Regions from separate parts of the Zea mays genome. Here region 1 is linked to region 2. The links are chromatin contacts, called in public Hi-C maps. All regions are on one chromosome and are shown on one strand. The core of a region is the stretch at or near the end of the contact, and the rest is flanking DNA. Distances in the headings are between cores, read along the strand shown.

Region 1 (3,832 bases), core at 98-2,597, 320 kb before region 2:
TTTAAAACAGGTGGATGACCTTCAAACTCACTGAACTCAGGACCCAGCAATGAGTTCTTACGATGCTGCTCATGAGCACCGCAGCAACCATACCCACATTTGTCTGGCACCTCAGCAGCAAAGCATATAGGATCAACAAACTTGAATACCTCGCTTTCAGGAGTCGAGACTTTATGAGTTGAGTCAAACATGACGACAGCACCTGGCATTTCTTGTTGGGTAGGTTCCGTGTGTCCTAGATAATATGGTCTGAAAGCACCAATCTTTGCCGCTGGTCGGGACAGGTATGGTGGATCAACGACTTGAGTAATAGAACAATGATCTGTGATGTGCCTTGCCCGAGGAGAAGTATCTGGAGCTGTTTGCACAGGATCATCCTTTACATCCATAGCGGTGAAGGAATTAAGATCGTTTAAAGGCCAAGGTTCTTCTGAAACTTCCCTGGACACCTTTGGGATACTTCGCTCCACAGAACCACCATGCTTGCATTGGCCATCATTGCAGTAGCGACGCCTCAGGGTGGAATTCCAGTGATTCTTGATGGCATTGTCTGTTCTCCCATCCAAAAGCTTTGCGATAGATGCCCACTTGTTCCCATGGACAGCATGAGCTGCCATTATAATGCGGTCCTCCTCTTCTGCAGCCAAAGCCAAAGGTAACAAAAAAAAGCAAGACATATACGCATATAAGATCCGCATGAATGACAGAATGCATCAAATCCATATAGGTAACCAGAGATCAACATATCACATAGATACTGCATATGTGAGGCCAAGCTTAGGTTTTGATACATTTATCATGGGCTCAAAATAGCAATGTAAGTAAAGATTGAAAAGGGCGGTACCAGTGAAAGGCTTGCGCTTGACTTGGGGGTCGAGCTGATTGCACCAGCGCAGGCGGCAGGACTTGCCGGAGCGGCCCGGGATGCCACGCGCGATCAGCGTCCAGTTCCGCGCCCCGAACTTCTCCACGAGGTTGCTCAGCACCGCGTCCTCCTCTGGGGACCACGGCCCCCTCACCCGCTCTTCTATCGTCGCGTTAGCCGCCGCCGCAGCAGAAGCAGATGCCGCGGCGTCCCCACCAACAGGAGCACCGGAGGCAGTGATCCCGTCGTCCCCTTCACCAGAAGGAGGAGGCGACAGGTGGTTTGGTTGGGGTTGGAGCAGGACCTCGGTTAGGGTTTGCGTCTCGTCGGCCACCCAGAGAGAATTGGAACTGGCCGCGTCGGCGGCGGCGTTCGGATCCGATTGCAGCTGCGGCTGCGGCGTCGTCGTCGGAGAAACAGCGGTTTCGGCGGCCGACATGGTGCGATGGGCACTTTGGTCTCTGCCGCTAGATGGTAGAGCGATGTTCCGGAGGAGTGCTGCTTCATTTCGGCGAAGGTGACATGTAGGTCCCACTGGTCAATCGTTTCTCTTTCCTGGACAATCTTTTTTATCAGTGCTGCTTGAAGCCCTGTTTCTCTGAGTAAATTGATTCATATCTCAAGTACGAACAAATCAATATCTAGATTTGTAATGGTCTATTAGATTATTCGAAAAAATCTCCTTGCATCTACTATATTCATTTCGTCTCTAATCCAATATTGAGTTTCTGCACTTAAATGTTTAAATATTTTTTTTATGAAGGGGCAGAGCCCCTATTTCATTAGGAAATAGGATAAATGACATTACAATCCGAAACGATGAGATATAACCCATCACCAAAAGAGCACCTAGTGGAACTAACTCCTACATACTATCATGCTAGATAAGCAAGGATCATCCTCCACTAACATCAGTCCAGGCGAAACCATAGTTTTTAAGCAGAGCTTATATACAACGGCGACGGGCCAGTGAGCAGCTACAAGCTAACACGCCAGATAAACCTAGATGACCAAAATGATATTCAAGCACTTGAGCGGCAGCCAACTACAGACATGCACCCAAAGTACCCTTCAACCAGAAATACGACGGTCTCTCGGACACCACACAAACGACCTACTCATTACTTCACTTGCTATCTTTATGATTAGTCGGCTTTCTTGGATCACCATCCTTTTTTTCCTACTCTCTCTAACGAATAGCCCAAGAATCCAGCCAAAAGCAAAAGCAAATATGTGTAACAAATGTTATAATTAGTATGATATCAGGACAACCACCGACCATTGTGTAACTACTCCACTTGATAAAAAAAGTAGTATAATATTTTGTCTAACAATACTAACGTGTTCTAAAATTGCTAGTCAATTTATTCAAAGATGGAATAAGTATATTTACATAGAGAGTGTGTCTTTTCTACTACAAGGCTTAGGCCTATGCAAAATAAACCGAAACCGAATTAATCCTTAGAAATTTCGGTTCTATGTTTGAGAAAACCAAAATCATCAAAATAATTTAGGTTCTAGACCTCAGAAAACTGAATTAACCGAAAAACAAAACTGAAAATCTATATATTAACCGTGGGAGCAAAACTCTCTCCACGTTAGTCCACGTCGTCCCTTTCTTCGTCAGTCATACCATATGCATCAAACGTTCACGAGCCTGTTTCATTTACGGCGACACGGTCATACCATACGGGATCCTTCCAGAAAAAACCGACATAACTCCATCCTCAGCTATCGTCGTCGGCACTGGCGTAGGCTCTGCTCGACCAACACGGTCGTGTGGCCGTGCTTCGGCCTTCGGCAAATCAGCGGCGCATGCGCCAGCCCATAGCAGTCGTCCTGCCAGATCCTAGGCGCCAGCCGTCATCGCTCTCACCCAAGCCACAACCAAGAACCAACCTCAGTGCCCTCAAGTCATTGCGCCCAGCGGCAGCAGGTCCTCGCTCGCCATCACTGCCTCAAGCGTCGAACTCAATCCCGCGACGTTCCGCGTCTGAAAGGTCCGACCTCTAAGCTCTGGGTACCGAGACCGCCCACGAGTCGGCGCGGCGAGCATATGGATAAATGAGAGCCTTGCCAGGCACGCGGTCGACGAGAGGTAGGGGAGAGGACAAGAAGTGTGGAGTGTGGACAGTGGGGAGGGAGGGAAGAGAGTTTCACTAGGCGGAGGTACTGCCTTACTGGTATGGTGAGGCGGAGGACGGAGGCGGGCTGCGGTGCCAGCAGATTAAACAAAAACACGCAGACGCCAGCGCCACCGCTCCGTAGCCGCAGCCTCGCCCCGCTCAAGTCTCAATCCTCCAGTCTCGACTGGTACCCGTCTGCCACCACAGCAGCGTCCTCGCGGTCTCGTCTCGGTCGACCGGCTCTCTCTTCCGCCCATGCCCACGCCCACGCTCATGCCCACCACCCAGCAGTCTTAGGCCGCAGGCCCGCAGCCGCGCCGTGCGCCCTCGCCAAGGCCGTCGCATCGTACCAGCGGCAGCAAGTGCTCCACGGAAGCAAGATAAGTGCGGGCAATTTCGTGCCACAAACCGGTTGGATAGCGGGTTTGTTACCTCTTCGTTTTTCATCCATTATGTCATTCTTCTTCGTTATACCCGTTTAACTACAGCATCTTCTCACTAGAAATCAAACAGCTGCATTATATGTATAGGAATTTAGTTGGGGAATGGGGTACAACTGCAACGTGTCAGAGCTGGGTCCAAGGCCATTAATATATGATGCAGGATCTATCAATAATTTAAATTGACTTATTATGCAGGTTAAATTACGGGTGGTTTTAAAAAATAAAAATTGATTTATTCATTGTTTATGTTGGCTTTCAATCAGGTGCAAATTCATCGCTGCATCTCCACCACTAAAGTTTGGTTCCTCCCAACTAAAGATTAGTCCATGTCGCATCAAATATTAAAATAATAAATACGAGTATTAAATATTGTCTAACTATAAAACTTATTATTATAC
Region 2 (3,709 bases), core at 819-3,318:
GTATTATATATTACCGTTGCAACGCACGGGCACTCAGCTAGTAAACTTAGAATTTGCTAAAATTTTATCACGCACATGTTACTTTTATTGTCAATCAAGACTTTTTCATCAATGCTAGTCATTTAACTTAATATATATTGAACTTAGGGAATTGCTCCCCTAGATCTAAGGATTTCTCCCCCACATTCTTACCAACATATTCTACGCATAATCTTACTTGGCCCGACATAATGTATATTCTACGCATAATCTTACTTTGCTTACATGGTACAAGCAAAGAACTTACTGTCACATAGCAGTGGGGAATAGGGATATTGCAACTTCAATATCTCATGAATCACAATTATTTGAGTTTCATGGTATTAGCACCATGTAAAAACTTAGTGCTTCTTCCATCACTGTTGGGTAGAAAATGAAGAACTTAACAAATATACAAAAAAACCTTTTATGAACAACACCTTGACATAAACGTTGATCGAAATATATCGATGTGCTATATCTTATGCTTATAGAAGGCTGACATTCAATTAAGGCACTTATTCAATTCCAACAATAACACTTCAACTTTAAAAATCACTTAAACATAATCATAAATGCTTAAGACAATATGACTTGACGCCTGCAATAGTCAATCATAGACACATGGCTATAAACAATGTTGGTCAATATATAGCCATGATCCATTATCTTAATGAAAAAGTTATCAAGTCTCAAGCAAAAGTGACATTATCAGAGTCAATGCTTAGATGATCACCATCTTAACTTAATGGCAGAAGCATACAACAGAGAAACTTATTTCTCAACTCAGTCATAAGAAGTACTGAAACATTACTTAATGCTTAATTACTTACTAACATGAAGTCACTTATGGCCAGTTTGACATAAGTGAAAACTTATCTTCTTATGCCCAAAGAATGGGCTCTTTTGACATAACATGCCATTTGTGGGTAAAGGTTCATGGTAAATCATGGCTATAAAGAACTTCGGTTCAAATACAACGATGAAAAACACATCAATGTTACTGATTAAAACGAAGAGACCCTTAATGTTGAGTGCTTGCTTGGATTTGTACCCACATGAGTTCTTCTACACAACGAAACAAATGGCTCGTGGCTAGATATTGGACTGGCTGGATGGCCCACATCTCACCAACGAACACATTTATGGATTGGGGGTGAAATGAACATGCCCTTAATAAGATACAGGTCATTTATTTATTTGGGTTTACCCTAAACCCTAACACATGCATCTTTAGCGATTAACCGATTTCTCAAAAAATATAAATTAAGTATATTAGGCAAAATAAGCATTTCAATAGAACACACGACATCAGAATGGGAATATGCAGCTATATCCATGGATCAGTTCCAACAAGGGCAACAGCTATTTCGGATGAAATTGGGCTAAAGCCTTTGATCGAAAAGAAAAAGGAAATAGTCTGACAAAAACACACATGGATTCGCATTTGGAATTGGGAAGCAGCACCTCTGATGGAGAGGAGCTTACGACGAAGCCATAGACAGGCAGCAATCAATCACAATCAATCACTCTCGCGAGGACGGCTCCTGGTCGTCGTCGGACTGGAGCGGCGGTAGGAGCTGAGACTTGCGGCGAGTGTCGCGGGGCGGGAGCGGGATGGCGAGGAAGTGCTTGGTCTTGGAGATGGGACGGGAGGGTTGGAGCTCGACGACGTCGCCGACCTTGAACTGGTTGTCGGGGTCGTGCGCCTGGTACTTCTTCTTGATGCGCTCCCGGCGCTTGTACTTGGGGTGTGGAGCCAGGCGCACCACCTCCACCCCGACCGTCTTGTCCGCCTTGGTCGTCACCACCCGCCCCGTCAGCTGCCTGGCCGCCTCGATCCGCAGCGCCGGGCGAGCGCCATGGGAGCTGAGCGGCGGCGGCGGCGGCGACACGGACACGAAGGGGGAGCTCAGGAGCAGCATCCTTGCCTTCTCCTGTCTCGGGATGGGAATGGGGATAGAAGGATAGATAGACCGATAAGGTTAGTTTGTTTGTGTTGTGTTGGGGTTATATTGTAGCGCTCTGGTGCCGGCGTTTCCTTTGTTCTGTTGGTCTCTCTCGCTCGCGTTTGGACCATCTGTTTTTTTCTACTCCTATATTTATGTTAGTAACGTAGACATCCACTTTTCGCTATGGTGCACGGTTCTGCCGTGATTCTGCTGTCGCGCGCGCTCCCCCTGCCTCCCTCCGTAAACCGTGCTCATCCTCCGCAGCAGCGCGACGAATCCCGCCCGCACTCCCGCAGCGACGAATCCCGCCCGCAGCTGCAGCCCCGCCTCCGCAGCAGCGCGACGAATCCCGCTCGCAGATCCCGCCCGCACCGACGAATCCCGCCCGCAGCTCCCGCAGCGACGAATCCCGCCCGCGGAGGCTCCCTTCCATCCTCGAATCGAGCAGCAGAGGATTCCTTCCATCCAAAAATCAAGCAGTCGCGGCTTCCTTCTATGGCGCCCCTTCCATCGACGGCTAGCCCCGCAGCGACTCCCTCTAATGGCGTTGGCAAATCTTCCATCCGGATGGCGTTGATTGCGGGGGAATCCTCTCCCTCAAGGGAACGTATCTGGTGCTCAAAGGGGTACGGTGCTCATGTGCACATTTTAAATCTGGTGCATCCATCTTACATCTAACAGCAGCACCAATTTTGTGAAGCACCCCTTCCACCTTCCTCCCCTGGTGGAAGGGGTTCTTCGTAAAATTAGCTGGTGCCGTTGAATGCAAGATGGATGCACCAGATTTAAAATGTGCACATGAGCACTAGATACGTTCCCCTCCCTCAAAGATCTCAGGCCACCGCTTCTATTTTTGCCTACCTGCCTCCGCTCCCCCTCACTCTGCACACCACATCTGCCCCTTCCTCTCTCCGCGCGCACTCTGTGTCCGTGCACATCGGAGGTGTGCCGCTGCCGGCTACGAAGAAGGAGCCCCCGCTACAAAGAAGGTACGTCCAATCCCTTCTAATAAATCTGAAATTATTGTCCAAGTCAAGAGCAACTGCATAACCTAGAAATTTAATTGTGCCTGGTTCTACTGAAATTATTCTTTTGGAGTTTGAGCCTGTGAACAGCATGTCGCTCTTGACTCTGTGAACGAGCAGTAGATAGTTCTTTTTGATTGGGGTCACTTTGATTGCAAAAGTCATCTAGCGACACTTTTGAACGAGCAGTAGAACAGCTTGGTAATTTGCGAAGTTTAACAGGATTTTTTTGGCTGAGCTTGCATGTTTCTGTTCTTGGCCATGCCCCATGCTATGAGCAGAACAACTTGGAGTTTATAAAATTTAGATATGTATGAGGGGGCATCCAGACTGCAAGAACAATTACACTATCTAAATTTTCGGCATTGGTTGTTTTAGCAAGTACACTTGTTTATTTAGTTAAGTAAGATAGCAGCCTTGCTGATTAAAAATAAAGTTGTGAACTTTCATCTGTTGCTATAATTTCAGAATTATAGGGAAAACCATTAATCAGCTACCAAGGCTGATTTAAAAAGGTTTTACAGAGAGAACAAGCAGTAGGGTTTCAACTTTCAAGTAGGCCAAGCACCCCACCAAGTAGTTCATTTTTCCTGCTCTATACCTAAACTATAAGGATTTTAATGCATGACAGATATCAAGATTCAGAAATTTGTCTAAATATGACACCTAAGATGTCATTGAAAATATTTCAGCAACATCGCCTAAGTGATCTTG

Evidence for each region. A called contact is a pair of places that touch in the nucleus more often than the background predicts.
Region 1: a Hi-C map of ear shows a contact between it and region 2, with 2.2 times the contacts expected there. The contact joins the promoter of LOC100273738 here to the promoter of LOC542469 in region 2. A contact is called at or near these places in 2 of 25 Hi-C or Micro-C datasets (bundle sheath and ear).

The regions. Positions count from the first base shown.
Region 1 is chr8:174,519,312-174,523,143 of Zm-B73-REFERENCE-NAM-5.0, reverse strand. It overlaps LOC100273738 (MYB transcription factor), which reads right to left and starts at 1,347. Exons shown (of 2, transcript NM_001148147.2): 1 at 845-1,347; 2 at 1-637. The coding sequence starts at 1,304.
Region 2 is chr8:174,200,620-174,204,328 of Zm-B73-REFERENCE-NAM-5.0, reverse strand. LOC542469 (30S ribosomal protein S17, chloroplastic-like) reads right to left here and starts at 2,068. Exons shown (of 1, transcript NM_001112024.4): 1 at 1,333-2,068. The coding sequence starts at 1,943. The coding sequence ends at 1,545. It overlaps LOC103636486 (a long non-coding RNA gene), which reads left to right and starts at 2,588. Exons shown (of 9, transcript XR_558042.3): 1 at 2,588-2,959.